Linked DNA regions of Sus scrofa: region 2 is linked to region 1. A link is a contact called in public HiChIP or PLAC-seq data. All regions are on one chromosome and are shown on one strand. The core of a region is the stretch at or near the end of the contact, and the rest is flanking DNA. Distances in the headings are between cores, read along the strand shown. Region 1 holds the start of CCNB1 (cyclin B1). Region 2 holds the start of BDP1 (transcription factor TFIIIB component B'' homolog).

What was found. HiChIP or PLAC-seq counts read pairs in DNA pulled down with a chosen protein or histone mark.
Region 2: an H3K27ac HiChIP or PLAC-seq map of skeletal muscle shows a contact between it and region 1, with 4 times the contacts expected there. The contact joins the promoter of BDP1 here to the promoter of CCNB1 in region 1. A contact is called at or near these places in 2 of 5 promoter capture datasets (fetal liver and liver), 1 of 47 Hi-C or Micro-C datasets (skeletal muscle) and 1 of 2 datasets of contacts at active chromatin or transcription factors (skeletal muscle).

Annotation. Positions count from the first base shown.
Region 1 is chr16:47,336,911-47,343,097 of Sscrofa11.1, forward strand. It overlaps CCNB1 (cyclin B1), which reads left to right and starts at 1,329. Exons shown (of 9, transcript NM_001170768.1): 1 at 1,329-1,481; 2 at 2,090-2,260; 3 at 2,354-2,530; 4 at 4,456-4,638. The coding sequence starts at 1,461.
Region 2 is chr16:47,797,539-47,804,478 of Sscrofa11.1, forward strand. It overlaps BDP1 (transcription factor TFIIIB component B'' homolog), which reads left to right and starts at 3,735. Exons shown (of 38, transcript XR_002339791.1): 1 at 3,735-4,207. It overlaps LOC100517502 (small EDRK-rich factor 1), which reads right to left and starts at 41. Exons shown (of 3, transcript XM_003134027.5): 1 at 1-41.

The DNA.
Region 1 (6,187 bases), core at 79-2,578:
AAAAAAAAAAAAAAAAAAAACAAAGACAAAGGAAAGCTGTGGGAACTGTTCCAGACTAAAGGAGGCTACATGCAACACTGACCCTAGCTGGATCTTGTACTGGAGGAAAGAAAGTGCTAGAAACTGCTCAAGCGACAAAATTAGAATACAAACTAGATTGAATAAAATGTTATAGTAAATTTACGCAGTTGCTAATTCTATTGTGATTACATTAAGAGAATATGCTTTTTTCCTTAGGAAATACACACTAAAAATTTAACAGATAAGGAGCCATGATATATATAACTTACCCTCAAATATTTAAGTGGTTTTTTGTTTGTTTGTTTGTTTGTTTTTTTAAGGGCCGCACGTGCAGCATATGTAAGTTCCCAGGCTAGGGGTTGAATCAAAGTCACATCTGCAGCCCACACCAGAGCTCAGGGCAACTGAGCAAGGTCAGGGATGGAAACTGAATCCTCATGGATACCAGTCAGGTTTGTTACTGCTGAGCCACAACAGGTATTTCCAAGAAAAAAAATTTATATACAGTTATACATAGATCTATATATAAGATTAAGTAAACCATAAAACAAATGGGGTAAAAATGTTAAGGATATTTGAATCTGGATAAAGGCTCTATGTGTGTTCCTTGTTACATTTTTGTCTGAAACTTTTGTAAGTTTGAAATTATTTTCAAGTAAAAAACTAAAAGAAAAAGATTGGCTTTGGGAAACAACTTGATTGAAGTAATCTGGCAGGTTAAGAGGCAGCCTGGCTTGCAAAATTAAGAGACAATTAGTGTGTGGAAACCTCATGGATCCAAAGAAAGTGAAGTTCAATCCCGTGTTACTAATTTGTGATCCTGGGAGTCACCCAAAGCATCTCGGAGCCTCCTTTTTATCCCAGAGTGCTGTTGGAATGAACAAACGAAAAAAGAATGTATATATAAAAGTATTTCCTGCTACAAGCCACTCTAGGAGAGGAAAGTGTGTTTAACAAGTAGGACTAAAGCCATAACTGCCCCTCACGTCAAACAAGGAGCTCCACTCTTCCTTTCCCAAGGCCGCTGTGACTTGTCTCAGCTAACTTTAGTCGCTTACAAGTTCACTGCTCCAGGTGTGGGGCAAAGAGAACCCTCCCTTCATCAGGTGGCAGTAGCGGCTGCCCCAGGGCGCAGGCGCCGAGTCAGACCACGTGACGGCCTGGCCCCGCCCCCGCCCGAACTTCTTCGCGGGATCGCCTTGGAAACGCATTTTCGGAGGAACTGGCCGCCGCCAATGGGAAGTGAGCGAGTGCCACGAACAGGCCAATAAGGAGGGAGCGGTGCGGGGTTTAAACCCGAGGCGGGGCCGGATTCCTCCCGGCGTGCTGCGGAGGAACGGCTGTTAGCTAGTGGTGGCTTCAAGGTCCCCGGCTGGTCGGGGCTCCAGTGCTCTGCTTCTCCCCTCTGAGCTGCTGCCTGGCCTGGTACAGAGGAAGTCATGGCGCTCCGGATCACCAGGGTGAGCTGCTGCGGTTGGTGAACAAACGCGGCTCTCCTGACTCCTGGGTCTCCTCTCCCTGTTTCCCCTGCTGGAGTTCCCCCACGGTGGGAGCGAATTTGGAGAGGAGGAAGGCGGTCGGTGGGCCCCTAACATACTGGGAGAGTTTGGGGGGCAGACGGACGGAGAGAGAAAGGTGCAAAAGAGAAGCGGATGGGCCTTGGACTAATTGGGGGGAGGGGGCAGATGGAGGGTAGACCGGAAACCTTTTGTAAAAGGTGTTGGAGGACCCGAGTGGGCTCCCACCAATTGCGCAATCTTCTTCCCTGAGGGAAAGGGAAGGTGCCTGCAATTGAAGGCTTTTTCGATTTCCATGGTATTTTAGGTCCGGCGGGGACTGAGCACGTAATCCCTCAATAGGTGAACGGAGAGGTTCCAGGAGAAAACTGACTTGTCATAAGCTTAGCGTAGACCCTGGAACCCCGGTTTCCCCTGGGAACCCATTCACAGTCGGCTTTCCTTCTGAGGGCCGCAGTTTTTTTTGTTGTTTTTTTTTTTTGCCCCGCTTTAACCCTTGACTTATTTTAACGTGGCGGGGCCAACTCCCAGACTCGTCTTGCTTCTTACAGAACACGAAAATTAATGCTGAAAATAAGGCGAAGATCAGTATGGCAGGCGCAAAGCGCGTGCCTGTGGCCTCTGCTGCAACCTCTAAGCCCGGACTGAGGCCAAGAACTGCTCTTGGAGACATCGGTAACAAAGTCAGTGAACAGCCACAGGCCAAACTGCCTCTGAAAAAGGTAACTATGCTGATTCAACTATTCTGTGAGTGTCTCCCTTCCAGCTGTGGCTCTTGGTGGAGAAACAATCCATTCTCTCCTTTTCATCCACAGGAAGCAAAAACTTTAGCTGCTGGAAAAGTTGTTGCTAAAAAACTACCGAAACCTCTGGAAAAGGCTCCTGTACCTGTATTAGAGCCCCAGCCAGAGAGGGAGCCCGAGCCTGAACTGGAGCCTGAACCAGAACCTGAGCCTGTTAAAGGAGAGAAACTTTCCCCTGAACCTATTTTGGTAAACTTTCTGGACCATTTTAGAGTCTGTTGATTGTTTGTTTCCTTTCATTTTATTCAAGTATGGAATAGCATTTGAACAAATAGTAGTAATAGTAACATTTATATAGTACTTAACAGGAAGTAGGTTCTGCTAAGCACTGTACATGCATTAGCTCACGTTAATAGTATACTCAGCACTGGTATTCTTCTAGTCACATCTAGTCAATGACAGAATTGGGTTCAAACCCAGCCTATCTGGCTTCAGAAACTGTGCTTTTAATTGCTTTGTTTTACTACCCCTCCTTTGTTTACGGTATTGAGTGGTAGCTGCAGGGACCAAAGATTTTGCTGTCTTTAAGGTACCAGTCATCTCTGACCAGAATATGTTGACTGAAGCACAGATTGTTCTCTTTAAGTCCTTTTTGTTTACTCCCTAATGTGGCCACCAAATAATAATAAGCCAACACCGAAATATATAAATGTGTAAAGCAGAAAATGTAGCTCTTCAGAGAGCAGGGTAAGAAGATGGCTTAACACTTGGCCTCAACACCAAGAACTTTTTATTAAATATCAGATATTAAATGTATCTTCTTCTGTGAGGGAAAAATATTTCATCTAGAAGAGGCTGCTTGGCTGAAATTGCAATGAATTGCATTCTTAAGTACTAATTTTTAATATCTCCTTAAAGCTGGTTGGGAAATGGTCTGTTAAAGTCATTCAGCCTCATTGTATGTCTAAGGGAAGGGGATGTGACTGAGGCTGTGGATTTAATATTGACCTTCTGGACACAGCACAGAAAACTGTAGCATGCACAGTCTTTGTTTTATGGGATTTTTTTTGTGGTTTTCATTTGTTCCTTTTTTTTTTCCCCCACTCTTTAATTGACCATACCTCATGACCTGAGCTTTCATTTAAAAGTCCCATAGTGATTCTAACCTTTGCTTCCCCACTTACAAGAATACTTTTCCCACCCTCTTTCATGTAACTGATAACCTTTTCATCCTTCATAACAGCTCAAGCATCAACACCCAAAGCTTTCTTTAACTTCCCCCATCCCCATCTTAACTTCCCCCACCCTACTCTTGTTCCCAGAATCAGTCTCTTTACTTCATTTACTTCTTTGTTTTGTTTTTTGTTTTTTGTCTTTTGTCTTTTTGCCATTTCTTGGGCCACTCCCGCGGCATATGGAAGTTCCCAGGCTAGGGGTCTAATCGGAGCTGAAGCCACTGGCCTACACCAGGGCCACAGCAACGCTGGATCTGAGCCGCATCTGCAACCTACACCACAGCTCACAGCAACACCGGATCGTTAACCCACTGAGCAAGGGCAGGGATCGAACCCTCAACCTCATGGTTCCTAGTCAGATTCGTTAACCACTGAGCCTCGACGGGAACTCCCATTTACTTTTTCTAAATTCAAAGCTTCTTGAGGACATCATAAAGCCAGTGTCTAGCACAGGGCTTGATTTGAAGAAAGTGCTCAGTCAATGTTTGGACCACAGGGTAACTGGAGCTTGAGGAAAATGGTTTGTGATAACAAGTCAGTTAATCCTTAGTAGTCAGAACAGAACTTGTGTTCTTTTGGGCAGTGGGAAACAGTCCATAATTTGAAATAAAGACTAAGGATTAACATATTCACTTGGATTAACTTCACATGACATCGCTAAACAGATCCATTACTTACCAGTTTTATTTGGAGGAAAGTCTTGAATATGAATTTGCTTCCTCTCTGTTGTAACTGTTTAGCTGCTGCCTCTAAATTGGCTCAGCCTAAGTTGGCATTTTACTTTTCCTATTATTTCCTGAAGATACACTGAATAAATTTGAAAAGCTAAATGAATTGTATATCTATTCAGCAGGTAGTCTTTTGAGTTGGTACCAGTTATCTGACCTTTATTCGCAGACCGTGTGCTCTTCTTAACTGTTGTTTCAAAATCTGTTTCAGGTTGATACTCCCTCTCCAAGCCCCATGGAAACATCTGGCTGTGCCCCTGCAGAAGAATATTTGTGTCAGGCTTTCTCTGATGTAATTCTTGCAGTGAATGATGTGGATGCAGAAGATGGAGGGGATCCAAACCTTTGTAGTGAATATGTGAAAGATATCTATGATTATCTGAGACAACTTGAGGTCAGTATAGTAGTACAGAATCTTTGTTTTTTGTCTAAGCTGCATCTAGCTTTATCAAAGAGATACTCCATTAACAGTTTAAGCATTTCTAGGCATTCCCATTGTGGCTCAGTGGTTAACGAATCCGACTAGGAACGATGAGGTTGCGGGTTCCATCCCTGGCCTTGCCCAGTGGGTTGGGAATTGCATTGCCATGAGCTATGGTGTAGGTCGAAGATTCGGCTCAGATCCCGCTGCTGTGACTGTGGTGTAGGCTGGCAGCTACAGCTCCAGTTCGACCCCTATCCTGGGAACCTCCATATGCCACAGGTACAGCCCTAAAAAGACAAAAGACAAAAAAAAAAAAAAAAAAACCATTTAATCATTTCTTTTGTTGTTGTTGTTGTTGTTGTTGTTGTTGCTATTTCTTGGGCCGCTCCCGCGGCATATGGAGGTTCCCAGGCTAGGGGTTGAATCCGAGCTGTAGCCACCGGCCTACGCCAGAGCCACAGCAACGCGGGATCCGAGCCGCGTCTGCAACCTACACCACAGCTCACGGCAACGCCGCATCATTAACCCACTGAGCAAGGGCAGGGACTGAACCCGCAACCTCATGGTTCCTAGTTGGATTCGTTAACCACTGCACCACGACGGGAACTCCCCGTGTAATCATTTCTTAAAAGTAGGTTCCACTTTTAAATTCTTAATGAAACACCAAAAATAAACAAGCTGGTGATCAGGGAAAGTTCAAGTGAGTGGGTAATACCATGCTTTAATTTTTTGTCTCTTTCTTTCTTTCTTTTGTTTTTTTTTGGGCTGCACCCCATTTTGATCAGGGAAAGTTCAAGTGAGTGGGTAATACCATGCTTTAATTTTTTGTCTCTTTCTTTCTTTCTTTTGTTTTTTTTGGGCTGCACCCCCAACATACGGAGGTTCCCAGGCTAAGGGTTGAAAAGGAGCTATAGCCGCTGGCCTATGCCACAGTCACAGCAACACCAGGTCCCAGATGTGTCTGCGACCTACACCACAGCTCATGACAACACTGGATTCTTAACCCACTGAGCAAAGCCAGGGATCGAACCTGCGTCCTCATGGATACTAATCAGATTCATTTCTGCTGAGTGCCATGGCTTTTGTAAAGAAAGTCAGATTGAATGATAATATCCATCACAGTTTGGGGTGGGTGAGTCCCAAATTTGGGTTTAAGGAGGCTAACAGGCTGAAGGTACATGATAATAGAGATGCTGAAAAACTATAGCCAAAAGGCATCTTGGATCAGTGTGGCTTATGAGCATGTGCCATAATGGAAGTTGTTCTTTGCATCTAAGAAGAATATACTCAAAAACTAAATTTTTGGACTTTTTGCCATTTCAGCCCATTTCTCAAACTTTCTATTAGTGTCCTTTGCCCTTTCCTCTCAAAAAAAAGGAGGCATTCTGTATGTTAACAACATAAGTTATACAGTTACCAGATGCATCCAAACTGCTTGTTTATAATGCATTTTATTCTAGTGGCATCGTTAATGTCTTTGGGCTTTGGCCTGGTTTGTTTTTGTTTTTTTCCCAGGCTA
Region 2 (6,940 bases), core at 2,485-4,984, 460 kb after region 1:
TGAGAGAGGTCGACCGCCCCGCCCACCAAGCCCAGACAGCAGCCGGCTTGGCCGGAGAGGGACTGCGCCTGCGCGGCCGCTGGCGGCGGGGCGGGGGTGCGGTGCGTGGGTGCGGGGCGGTGCGGTCCCTGGCGCGGGCCGCGGATCCGCCGCAGCGGAGAGTAGTGTGCTGCCAGGGTCGTTCCGCCGTGCAAGTTTGGTAGAGTTCAGAAAGCGGGCCTGTGTCTGAGAGAGGGATAGGCGTGTGTGGACTTTCCTCTCTGCGTACAGCGAACTGGGGCTTGACCAGCCCCCATTTTTGGGGTAGCGACATTAAAAGTTAGAATATCTAGGAGTTCCCGCTGTGGCGTAGCGGGTTAAGGAGCCCGTGTTGTGTCTGCAGCGGAAGGGGTTGGATCCTCTATTCCGCAGCAGTGGGTTAAGAATCTGGAAACAAATGTGGCATAGGTCTCGACTGCGGCTCAAATTTGCCGCTGGTCCAAGAACTTCCATATGTCCTGGGCGATCTTTCATCACGTTTCAGAGGGGAGAAAGAGAGGAAGGGGACAGAATAGATAGATTGAATGTTAGCTCTGCGAAAGGTGGTATTGGCCCCTTACTTCTTTATTCACCCATCAAGCTTGCAAGGTGGTCTTAATTGTTCTCGTTTTTTTGGAAGAAGCAACTGAGACTGAGACCAGAAGCGACAGATCTACTAGGCAGGGAGCAGTGCAGTGAGGCAGAAGTGAGATTCAAGTTGAAAACAGACTCTCTCAAGTCTGTTCATTTCCTATTTTATCCCAATGCTTTGTCAGGGTGGACAGTACTTTGGGAGTTCCGTGGCTCTGTGCTTGGGTTGTGTGATGGGGAAAGAATGGAAGGGAATGTAGTATTACCAGGAATTCAGAATAGCCTAGAATTACCTTAAACCTACTGAAAAGCGGTGGAGCATCTGTCATGGCTAGATGCAGACATGTAAAGATGCTTGGTATTTATTATCTTCATCTATTCTGTTAATTGTTACAAACTGAAAAATGGGTAGAGTTAGTCTGGACACCCTAAAATTATCCTATTTTGTAAGGCTTTTAATTTGTTGGTTATTATTTTTTTCATTTTTTATTTTTTGTCTTATGAAAGTTCCCAGGCTAGGGGTTGAATCAGAGCTGTAGCTGCCTGCCTAGGCCAGAGCCACAGCAACACAGGATCTGAGCTGCGTCTGCAACCTACACCACATCTCACGGCAATGCCGATCCTTAACCCACTGAGCGAGGCCAGGGATCAAACCCTCGTCCTCATGGATACCAGTCGGATTCTTTTCTGCTGTGCCATAACAGGAACTCCTTCCTTGTGTACTTTTTTTTTTTTTTTTTTTATGGCGGTTCCCAGGCTAGGGGTCCAATCAGAGATACAGGTTCTGGCCTACGCCCTGGCCACAGTGACTTGGAATCCGAGTGGCATCTGTGACCTCTGACCCTGAACCCGGCATCCTCATGGATGCTAGTTGGGTTGCTAACCTCTGAGCCATGATGGGAACTCCTGTACTTTTTAATGTGGCTGTAATACCTGCTCAAAAATTACTATAGTTAGGAGTTCCCATTGTGGTGCAGCGGAAACGAATTTGCCTAGGAACCATGAGGTTGCGGGTTCAATCCCTGGCCTCACTCAGTGGGTTAAGGATTCAGTGTTGCCATGAGCTGTGGTGTAGGCTGCAGACACAGCTTGGATCCCTCCTTGCTGTGACTGTAGTGTAGGCCAGCAGCTGTAGGTCCAATTCGACCCCTAGCCAGGAACCTCCATATGCTGTAAATGAGGCCCTAAAAAGAAAAAAAAATTATTATAGTTGAGACTTTATAAGTTAATGCGAGCATTTTTAATCTGCTTCAGGAAGGAGCAGTAGGGCAATAAACAAGGCATTCTGAAGAGAAGAGGAAGATTCAACAAATGAACAAGACAATATAAGAATTTTTAAATACAATGACACAAATTTAGAGGGTAATATGACAGAAATTAATGAGAGGTTGGCTTACATTATGTAGGGTAGTACAGGAACTCCTCTAAAATTAGAAGGAAAATGTCTGGAGATGAAACTGGCTCTATGGATTATGGGCCAGTGTTTGAACCTGCAATACAAGTCCCCTGACTCATGGAAAACAGAAGCCTGACTTCCTTTTTGGAAGGAGAAGAAAATTCTACAAGAACACCTGTTACATTAATAACAAAATGCCTGGGGAATAAAACCTTGAACTGATTGAAAAGATTGCTAGGTCATCTAGAAAGAGAGACAATTTTAGATGTTTTTGAGAATAGGAAGGCAAGAGTGAAAGCATAGAGAAGAGAAGGCTATACTGTAGGCTCCCTCCGGCACTCTGAACAGCGACTTCAAACACACCTAAAGAAGCTCAAGAACTTGACAAAAATAATTCCTGCCAAAAATATCTCAGGAATATTAGAGTTACTGCCAGAACCAAACAGCTCTGTACAGCATATTCTGGTATAAACAGAAGGCACTGGCCTTTCTTACCCAAGAGTCTATGGCAGTCCCAGTTCTGCAGGTAAAAAAGTAAGTAATAACTGAGATTAAATCTCCTGTTTGTAAAGGGATGGAAACAGAGTCAGATTTAATTTTACTATTAAATATATAAAATCATAAGATTTTTGATACACATCCAAGTTTGTAAAGTCTTAAGAGTGTCATAGTAATTTTAAGTCTCTAGTTATCTCTGGCAGACACGCTCAACTTTTTTTTTTCCCCCTTAGGGCAGCACCTGTGGCATATGGAAGGCACACTGAAGCTGCCAGCCTACTGAAGCTGCCCACCTACTGCCACTGCTGGATCCAGCCGCATCTGCTTCCTAGGCAGCAGCTTGCAGGATCCTTAACTCACAGAGCTAGGCTAGGGAAGGAACCAGCCTCCCAATGGATACTAGTGGGGTTCGTTCTATTTGTTTGTTTATTTATTTATTTATCTTTGTAGTTCACAAATTTTCCTTATTTTTAATTTTTTTCATTTATAGTGATTTTTATTTTTTCCATTATAGCTGGTTTACACTGTTCTGTCAATTTTCTACTGTACAGCAAGTTGACCCGGTTACACATACATGTATACATTCTTTTTTCTCACATCATCGTGCTCCATCATAAGTGACTAGACATAGTTACTGCTGAGGTTCTTAACCCGTGGAGCCACAACAAGAACTCCTCAATTTAGAATTTTTAAGGCTGGAGTTCCCATCGTGGCGCAGTGGTTAACGAATCCGACTAGGAACCATGAGGTTGAGGGTTCGGTCCCTGCCCCTGCTCAGTGGGTTAACGATCCAGCGTTGCCATGAGCTGTGGTGTGGGTTGCAGACGCGGCTCGGATCCAGCGTTGCTGTGGCTCTGGTGTAGGCTGGTGGCTGCAGCTCCGATTCAGCCCCTAGCCTGGGAACCTCCATATGCCGCGGGAGCGGCCCAAGAAATAGCAAAAAAAAAAAAAAAAAGAATTTTTAAGGCTTAGAGACGTGCTGATGAGCAGGCAGTGCTCTACAGAATCCTCTACAAACAAAAACGGCCAGCGACTTTAAGAGTTTTGTAAAAGTCTGAGCTGATAGATTGACTACCTCTTCTTTTGAACAATTCCTAAGGAGAGCGAAGAGCACGCCAGCGCTGCTTCTCATTTCCCGTTCTCAGATAACCCAGGCTCCAGAGCTTGACAGTTACCATGGCTCCGGGCGCTCTACGTCTTACGCCATCCGGCGGCGTTGGGTGATGACGCAGTCAGTTCCGGCGCCCTCCGAGGGCGGGGATTCAAGGTGCTGAGGGAAACTTGGCAATTAGTGTAGTAGGGTCATGAAGAAGAGGCGGCGGCGGGAGATCCGAGGCGGCGGCGGGAGCGTGAAACTGCGGTAGCTGTCTGTTCGGCTGGTAGTGTGGCTCTGTGGCAAGAGCGTAGTTCTTAAACTCCTCTCTGGGCAGCAGCCGGGGCTCGGGGCTGAGAGCGGCCGTGGGGCCGCCTCCCCGGGCCCCCTGGCTCCGCCATGTTCCGCAGGGCACGCCTTAGCGTGAAGCCGAATGTCAGGCCTGGAGCGGGCGCCAGGGGCTCCACTGCCCCCAATCCCCAGCGTGAACAAGAGGCTCCCAGGCCGCCAGAGCCTGCCGCGGCCTCTGTCCCGAAGCCAGCGGAACCTACAGATGTGCCTCCGGTGGATTCTGGGGAGGCAGAACCTCAAGAAAAGACTCCCAAGAGCAGGTAAGGACTTGCAGAGGCAGCGTTTTCGTCTACTCCTCCCTTGTCGTGTCACCTGGAAGCGGAGTAAAGAAACTTTATGAATAAGTACTCTTTCGCTTGCACTAAGCCTGGCAGTTGAGACCGCCGAACACACTGCAAACTGCAGTTGGTCACTCTGACCACACGGTGTGGGAAGCGTGGATTTTGTTACCGAGTATAGATTCTTTGAGACGGGACCATGTCTTAAAGCGGTGGCGGGAGGAATCCGCACATAACAGTTATGAGGTGAAGAATATCCACATGTAGTCATTGGAGCGTTTAGATCACCACGGTTTTCATTCTTTTGGAATACTTTGCTGGTGTAAGTTTTTAAAAAAATATTAAAAACAATTATTCTTAAAAGAAGAGGAGTGTTACTTGATTCTACATTATGTCAACGGAAAGGAAGTCTGGTTATTTGTTTTAATTTGAGGCTGTGGCCCTTTAGCTATAGTGACCATGTTTTCTGAACAGAAAAGCATGTGTCATGTACTACATTTGGATTCAGAATTCTTCTCCTTAACAATTCATGGATTTCGCCCAGGCAGAGTTTTTTCATATGCAAAATGTGGATAACATAACCTGCTTTGGAGAGTTATTGTAAAAATTAAAGATAACTGATATAAACTGTCTTGCATAGAACATGGCAGAATAGTTACCTACCTTTAGGTGTTTAAAGGTGATGGAACAAAGTAATTAAAGTTAAGACATGTTGAGTTACTAATGGTCTCTGATTTTTTTTTTTTTTTTTTTTTTAGGGCCACCCCTGCCGCATTTGGAAGTTCCCAGGCTAGGGACTAAATTGGAGCTGTAGCTGCCAGGCTACACCACAGACACAGCAACCCGGATCCAAGCCACATCTGTGACCTACACCACAGCTCATGGCAACACTGGATCCTTAACCCACTGAGCAAGGCCAGGGATCCTGCATCCTCATGGATACTAGTCAGGTTCGAAACCCATGGAGCCACAATGGGAACTCCCTGATCTCTGTTTTTATACTCTAAATATGAGGAAACCAAGGAAAACCAACCCCATTAAATGACAGTGAGATGGCATAAATTTTTTTTCTATTGTGATAGGAAGGTGACGATTTTACTCCTTTCTTTTTTGGTTTGATTTTTTCTGTTGGCCTTAATTGGTGCTGGGTATAGAATGTTATTTTGATAGCTTAGTGATGCTTAGTAATTTCCAAGTTTCTTACAAGAATTTATTTCACAATTTCTCCCAATAATGGACTACAAATACCAGTTACTGTTAAAGTAATAAAGTTTACAGAGATTCTGTTAACTACATGTGAATGCATGATTATCGATAATATAAGTGTAGTCTTGAGACATTTAAGATTAAGGGTATTGCTTTCATAGAGTAGACATTTAGTAAATATACTTTGTTTTTTATCCTTTTTTAAGTGGGTCTTTACTTTTTTTTTTTTTTTTTTTTTTTTTTTGCTATTTCTTGGGCCGCTCCCGAGGCATATGGAGGTTCCCAGGCTAGGGGTCTAATCAGAGCTGTAGCTGCCAGCCTATGCCAGAGCCACAGCAACGCAGGATCCGAGCCGTGTCTGCAACCTACGCAGGATCCGAGCCGTGTCTGCAACCTACACCACAGCTCACGGCAAAGGCAGATCATTAACCCACTGAGCAAGGGCAGGGATCGAACCCGCAACCTCATGGTTCCTAGTCGGATTCGTTAACCACTGCGCCACGACGGGAACTCCTAAGTGGGTCTTTACTAATTGTAAAAACCTATAGGGTGTATGTTTTGTCCTTTTATGCATTCAACTTAACTGGATAAAATGCAGGTGGTATCACATTATTAGGGCTGAGATAAGGGTTTAATTTGGATACTTTCTGGAAAGGTTATTTTATAGGTTTAGGCATATTCCACTTTTATATTAAACTAATCCTAACATGAAAACAGTAGACTGCTTTTATTTATTTTTCTTTTTGGCCACAAGGTACAGCAGCTTAAAGTAGGATCTCAGTTCTCAGACCAGGGATTGAACCTGGGTCCCAGAGGCAAAAGTGCTGAATAGTAACCATTACACCAACAGGGAACTCCCTGGTTTTAATTCTTGACTTATATCCTCTTAAGGCCATTCCTGAAATATTATATCTAGTCTAAACTATAATATATATAATTTCCAGGGACTTACTACTTTCTTTAAGTGAAGAGTTTATTTATTTTTATTTTTATTTATTTTGTCTTTTTAGGGCCGTACCTGAGGCATTTGGAGGTTCCCGGGCTAGGAGTCAAATCTGAGCTGTAGTTGCTGATTTATACCACAGACAGCAACGCCAGATTCGAGCCGAGTCTGCGACCTACACCACAGGTCACGGCAACGCCTGATCTTTAACCCGCTGAGCAGGGCCACGGATTGAACCTGCATCCTCATGGATACTAGTCAGATTCACTTCCACTGAGCCACAATGGGAACTCCAAGAGTTTATTTTGATAGCTGAATAAGTAGAGTTATACCTGACAAAAGATAAATGATTTCTCTCTTGAACAGAATTTGGTTTGATTGATGTAGCTCAATATCTTCAAATAACTGCAATAGAAATATTTCAGAAGGTTGACATTTTGTATGTTTGGTTTGACCGATTCCAAGTTGATAGATAATTAAAGTAAAATGCCAGTAATTTAAATCAGTTTTAAGAGGGTGTCTTTATAGATTATAAACTTAATTTTAAAAAAACAGCGCTCATTTGG